2 separate regions of the Zea mays genome follow, and region 2 is linked to region 1. The links are chromatin contacts, called in public Hi-C maps. All regions are on one chromosome and are shown on one strand. Each heading gives the region's core, a stretch centred on a gene start, on an enhancer-like site or on the middle of the called end of the contact. The rest is flanking DNA. Distances are from core to core; before and after follow the strand shown. Region 1 holds the start of LOC103627615 (transcription factor bHLH49). Region 2 holds the start of LOC100284980.

Region 1 (3,010 bases), core at 134-2,633:
ATTCACCCCATATAGCAATCTAAGTTCTTTCGAGTGGTATGAGAGCTTGGTTGCCACAAATTTCAAGGCTCAATAACCTATGGTGTAAAAGATGGTAAGCCACCTCATTTTCATTTTCGCAGAACAAATTATGATTATTGAAAAAAAAAGATGATATGTTTGTATTTGAAGATATGAGCCCAGTTTTTTTTGTTATTATAAAGCTCGTTTCCGGCGGCTTCGACATAATATTCGCTACAATCTGAGAATCGATAAAACAGTCATTTGTAGCCAACTTAATCCATTTAATTTTTTACAACCACGTGAACCGACCATTTTGTCCCTGCTCTGTTTTGGGATGATGATCTACCAGCAGTCCAGGGCGCTGTGAATTCCTTGCCGGTGCTCACTTTGCCCAGCGGAGCAAAGTTCATGGTGCTTTGGTCCCTTCATCCGCCGCTGCCTTGTTATTCATGCTTTCAAGGTTTATCCTTGCTTAACGAAGAGAGACAGTTTGGCTGGCCTCCCCGCTGGCGTGGCGAGGTTGGCTGGCTTTGCCGAAGGAGGCAACATGGTGAGAGATCCAACACGTACATACGTGTTACTGTGGAATTTGGAAAGCTGACGTGGCAGATAACGTGTGGTCAGGCCAGAACAGAGGAGATAGAGCTGTCCAAGCTGTTATTGCTTGCAGCAGGCTCCGTCCTTTTGCAGCATCACCATCAGGGGAAATTCAGAATGGCTGTGAGCAACACTGCACACGCACAGCACAGCTAGAAGCCAACCCTGAGTAGTTGATACTAGTTCTTCCCCAGCCATTCCTGAGCCTCAAAAGAGAAGCCTTTGCCGCTTGCACTCTTTTCATACCTCCCCGATCTCCATCGAAAGCTTCGTATGGAACGCGTGAAATTTTGAAGATGCCTATGCATGAATTACAAGATGCTAAAAAAAGCTGGCTTTGGGGATGCCCTGATGCGTTGCAGTTTATGCGTAACTGAAGGCACTCGGCCCCGGGCAAATTGGGACCCTACAATATTGCCAGCTGAAACACACCACCGTGCCCAGCCCCAGCCCTACCTCACATGATCGCACCGCACCTAAAGGGAGGGCCAAATCCAATCTCAATCTCCCACGGCCAAGTACCATCACCCCCACCCCAACGAAAGGGAGCCGGGCTCCCCTATCTATATCCACCCGTCCTTCTCCCTATATATATGGATTGGGAAATTTTTCAGGAGGGCAGAGAAGCGAAAGGGACGCGCAAGCTCCTTCACCCACCCTCCCCCACGCCACACGCTCCTCCTACATAACCACGCTGCTTCGATTCACTCCTCATCGGTGGCTCACGACCGAGCTGCTGAGGCAAAGCTTGTCCCGCAGTCCTTCCCTTAGCCTTAACACTCGGAGTTGATCCCGTCTCCGGGGGAAGCAGCTGGTAATAATGGCGCGGTGCCAGGGGACCGTTGAGAGCCTCTGCCAGGGGCTGCTCGACCTCGACGACGACAAGTTCGGTGCAATGTGCAGCGCCTTCGGCTACCTCCAGGAGTGGCCGGACCTGGGTGCCGCCATGTGCGGCGCCAATCTCGCCGTGCCGCCTGCCGTGGCGACGCCGAGCGCCGGCGACGGCAACGATTCCTCCTCTTGCAGCGTCAGCGGCGGGTTGAGGAAGAGGAGGCCGGACGCGTACCTCGATGCCAAGGTGAGAGGTTCAGGCATGGACGGCGGTGCTGCTTCTGCTGAATTGTCAAGTCTTTGACTGACAGTTGTGTGTCAAAAAAAAAACTGAAATTGGCAGGGTGGTGCGAACGGCATGAACAAGAGACCCAGAGGGAAGCAGCAGCCGTCTGGCCTCTCTGAGATCGCGGCGGCGCCCGGGAAAGGGAAGCAGGAGAGGCCAAAGGCTGGCACCAAGAAGAAGGCCGAGGCTGCGGCGGCGGCGGCGGCTGCCGGCCAGAAGACCGACTACATCCACGTCCGGGCCCGCCGCGGCCAGGCCACGGACAGCCACAGCCTCGCCGAGCGGGTAATATTAACAGCCGCATTACTGAACAAACTTTTTTTTTTGCGTGCTCCATGCTGCTCTGCTCGTTCGTGGGCACCGACGACCCTGCCGCGTGCGTCAGAACTCATGGCCTGATGGATTGGCGCGCAGGTGAGGAGGGAGAGGATCAGCGAGCGGATGCGGTACCTGCAGGAGCTGGTGCCCGGGTGCAGCAAGGTCACGGGCAAGGCCGGCATGCTCGACGAGATCATCAACTACGTCCAGTCCCTGCAGAAGCAAGTCGAGGTACCGACCCACCGGCACCGTCCTGCTTCATCTTCCCCGCTTCTCCCAGCTAGCCAGCTAGTTATTCCGCGATCGCTCACCGCCGGGTCTCCTTGCGCGCAGTTCTTGTCCATGAAGATCGCCGCTTCCAACCCGGTGGTGAGCTTCGACATCGTCGAGGACCTCTTCGGCCGCCAGCTGAAGCAGGCGTGCGGCCCGGCGGCCGGCCAGCTGGAGCCGTCCTGCCTTCAGATGAGCATGAGCCCCATGCAGCAGGTAGTGCACCCGTCTGCAGCGGCGGGCTCCACTGGCTTTGGGCCGCTGGACATGGTCCTCAGCAACCTGTACGCGCCCGCCGCCGCAAGCTGCCCTGTGTCGGCTGCCCCGTCGGTCTCGGTGGCCGCCGGACCGTCGACCATCGAGCCGTGCCTCAACGTATGTAGCTAAGTCAGCTGTCCTCCGTTCCGCTACCTCCCGTTCTGAAGCCCTCAACTGAACCGAGTGCCTTGTGCTTTCTGCAGGTGAATGGAACTGCTGCTGCCTGGGATATTGGCTCCCAGAATTTGTTCAGCGGATTTGATGCACAATTTCAGTCGGTAGAAAGTGAGTAGCTGCTTCCTCAAGAACAAGCCAGAAGTTACTTTGCCGCCTCTTGTGAAATGAAAGAACACAATAGTGGTTAGATCAGGGTAAAAATGAACCCCCCAACGCCAACCTGAACATGTTTAAAGCTCAGAGTTCATAATGGCCGTAACGTGCCATCAC
Region 2 (3,010 bases), core at 146-2,645, 180 kb before region 1:
GACGACGTACACTTGGATGGAATGGAAGCCACGAAATAGCATAGGTAGGGGGTGTTTGGTTTGTAGGGACTAATGTTTAGTCCCATTATTTTATTCCATTTTAGACTATAAATTGCCAAATTTAGAAACTAGAATAGAATTTTAGTTTCTATATTTAGCAATTTTGCAACTAAAATGGAATAAAATGTAGGAACTAAAAATTAGTCCCTAGAAACCAAACACCCCCTTAGTTAACATCTCTAGAGAGCGCACCAATCATCATGTCTCCTTTTTTGTTTGTTTGTTTGTTTCTTATGTGGACCTATTGCTGCTCTAGGCTCTAGAGATAAGGCTCTCTCCAAGATCACATCCACTTCACTGCGGCTGGTTGGGGTGCCTCGTCATCCTGAAACAAGGAACCACAACGACGGGTCACTGCTATCCCTTGGCCGAATATTGCAAAGATGTGAAAGCTAGTTTCGGTATATGCACTCTCATGCAACACAACAGAAGAAACCACTAGTTAAAATTAAAGAGCCCCCCACCTATAACATGTCATAAGCACAACGCCTCTAGAGCTTTGTTCGGTTATTAGGAATAGATTGAAGGGGATTAAATCTCTTGCTAGTTAAAATTGAATAAAAATATATTTACTCGTCCTTAATCCCTTTTGATCTAGTACAACCGAATAAGGTCTTAAGGTAATTAATAGGGTTTTATATGGTGGGGGTTTTATATGTGAAAGCATATGACAATGATAGTCAATAGTCAAGCCCATGCATGCACACAGTTTAAAAGGCGAGTGAAGGGGGGAACAGAAGGAACAAGCTAGAAAAAAGGCATGCTGAAGATTAGAGGGATCTAGAAAAAGATAGTCCAGGTGGACAATGGAACGAAGAGTAAGTGAGTAACGAATACATCAAGAAAACAGAAGCAACAGTTATACTGCACGTACCAAAGGCTAGCGTGCTAGACAGCGCAGTAAGAGGATGTACGATGCAATGCAATGGCTTATAGATCGAGCAGAGATAGATGCTAGAGAGAGCAATGCATTACACTCTACTACCTCTTGTCACCGTTGTCCCTGCCCCAAGAACTGCTGCTGCTGCTTCCACTGCCACCAGCACCAGCACCAGCAGGGCTGCTGGACTGGGATCCTCGGCCGCCTTCTTCGGTTTCGATGTGCTTCACGTCCGTCTTCAGGTACTTGTAGTGCCTCTTCACGTCCTCGGCTGTCTTGCCGCAGCCGACTGCCCGCGCAACGTTGTGCCAGCGGTCTGGTGTGTCCTTGTCATATACTGCCAGCGCACGCTCGAAGAGATTGTTTTGACTCTCGGTCCAGGACGAACCCATTGTTTTATCTTCACTCAGCAAGAGAAGACACCTAGCTAGGAGAGATGCAGGGCAAGCAATGGCTGCTGCCTGTGTCTGTTTGGATCAAGGAGCGAGTGCTCTTTATATAGAGGGAGCTAGCATCGAATAATACCAAGTAGATGTGGGGTTACAGAACAAGTTGGCAATTCTGTATAGGACGGAGGAAGCCATATGAGTAAGAGCAAGAGGTGTCATTGCTCCAGCCTCCATTAATTCCCCAATGTGTTACAAGTTGTTGGGAGAGGAGTAACCAGAACCTCAGCTTTGCTGGGGAAGATGGCGAACTTTTTATTTCTTTTCCTACGCGTCCAATCTTCATAAAAAGATTCTCTTGCATGCGCAGTCCATAAGAAGTGGGTCAGTCTTCACTACTACCTTCAGTTCTATTTCTTTCATATTGATCAGAACCTTCTAACTAGTATGATATCATACTCGGTAGAAGTTAACAGACATTTGAACATATATATGCCTATATGTGGCCTTCCCTTAATTAGAGAAAGAGAATCTTTTATTGGACCAGAAAGGGTAGGGTTACTTATTCAAAGCACTTACAAAAACTAATGGACAGAGAATAAAGATATGAAAAAAAAAATAGATATAGCATTCTCTGATCAACGAATAAATTGGGCCAATCCATCTCAATTATCAGCCCCTTTTAGTGTTATCGTGACATACTGGATTTTTTATTCAGCAATGTATCGGCAGATAGAATAGAACTTTGTTGGACACAGGCCCCAAGAGAACATGGAAGTCTAGAATTCTACCCTTCTGAGATCTAAACAACACTATTATTAGGGATGAAAGTGGTAATCCGAACTGTTAGAACAAATTTAATATTTTAAAATAGATATGTATAAAATTTGATGTTGATCTTTTCTTATGTTATCAAGCACATTAGTACAAATATGAATAAAATATTATATAAGTTGTTTTATGTATTATTTGTTCTCTACAACACAAAAAGTTGAAAAAATTACCGAATTTGTTTCCGAATCCATACCGAAGTTTATATCTATTATTTGAGAAAATGTAGGATGAATTTGAGGTTTACCTTTTATGAATCTTAACAAGTTGGATATTAAAAATAAGAATACAAATTTGTATTGTATATTCTATATCCTATTTATTCGCAATCAAAGAAAAAACTGATTACCGAATAGATATTGTTTCCGACCGTTTTCATCCCTAACTATTATCCAGGAAAAACTTAACCAAAATTTAAGAATATAGTACATATATCATTTTTTTTCAAATGGTTGAACCCTTCTAGCTTCTTCAATTTTGTTTGCTGCCACATATTTATTCTGTAAGTTGAGCACAATGTTTAGTTGAACTTTTACACAGGCTACAGAGAAGTTACTTTCTCCCTGGATCTACATTGTTACGTAGAATACTTCTCTAAAAAACAACACTATTCCAGAATTTGTATCTCAAGAAAATTATTAATAATGTTTCTGGCTTAAACTTACATTAAATTATTGATATTTCAGTACCAAGCCAAATAAAAAGAGGCTACATATCATGACATTTTTTTTCTCGAACAGACAAGAGAGTTGTGTATCAATATACTATTAAAAAGGAAAAAAGGTTTTAAAACCCAATGTTCAGCAAGGTTTTATTAAGGAAAAAACCTTGGCAGAAAAAAAACCGTGGCCTT

Evidence for each region. Hi-C and Micro-C count contacts between places; a contact is called where the count stands out from the background.
Region 2: a contact with region 1 is called in a Hi-C map of leaf, with 6 times the contacts expected there. The contact joins the promoter of LOC100284980 here to the promoter of LOC103627615 in region 1. A contact is called at or near these places in 7 of 25 Hi-C or Micro-C datasets (bundle sheath, ear, endosperm and 3 more).

What each region holds. Positions count from the first base shown.
Region 1 is chr5:209,022,617-209,025,626 of Zm-B73-REFERENCE-NAM-5.0, reverse strand. LOC103627615 (transcription factor bHLH49) reads left to right here and starts at 1,383. Exons shown (of 6, transcript NM_001301516.1): 1 at 1,383-1,678; 2 at 1,775-2,002; 3 at 2,132-2,266; 4 at 2,369-2,680; 5 at 2,767-2,848. The coding sequence starts at 1,421.
Region 2 is chr5:209,203,310-209,206,319 of Zm-B73-REFERENCE-NAM-5.0, reverse strand. It overlaps LOC100284980, which reads right to left and starts at 1,395. Exons shown (of 2, transcript NM_001366709.1): 1 at 1,046-1,395; 2 at 1-385. The coding sequence starts at 1,332. The coding sequence ends at 355.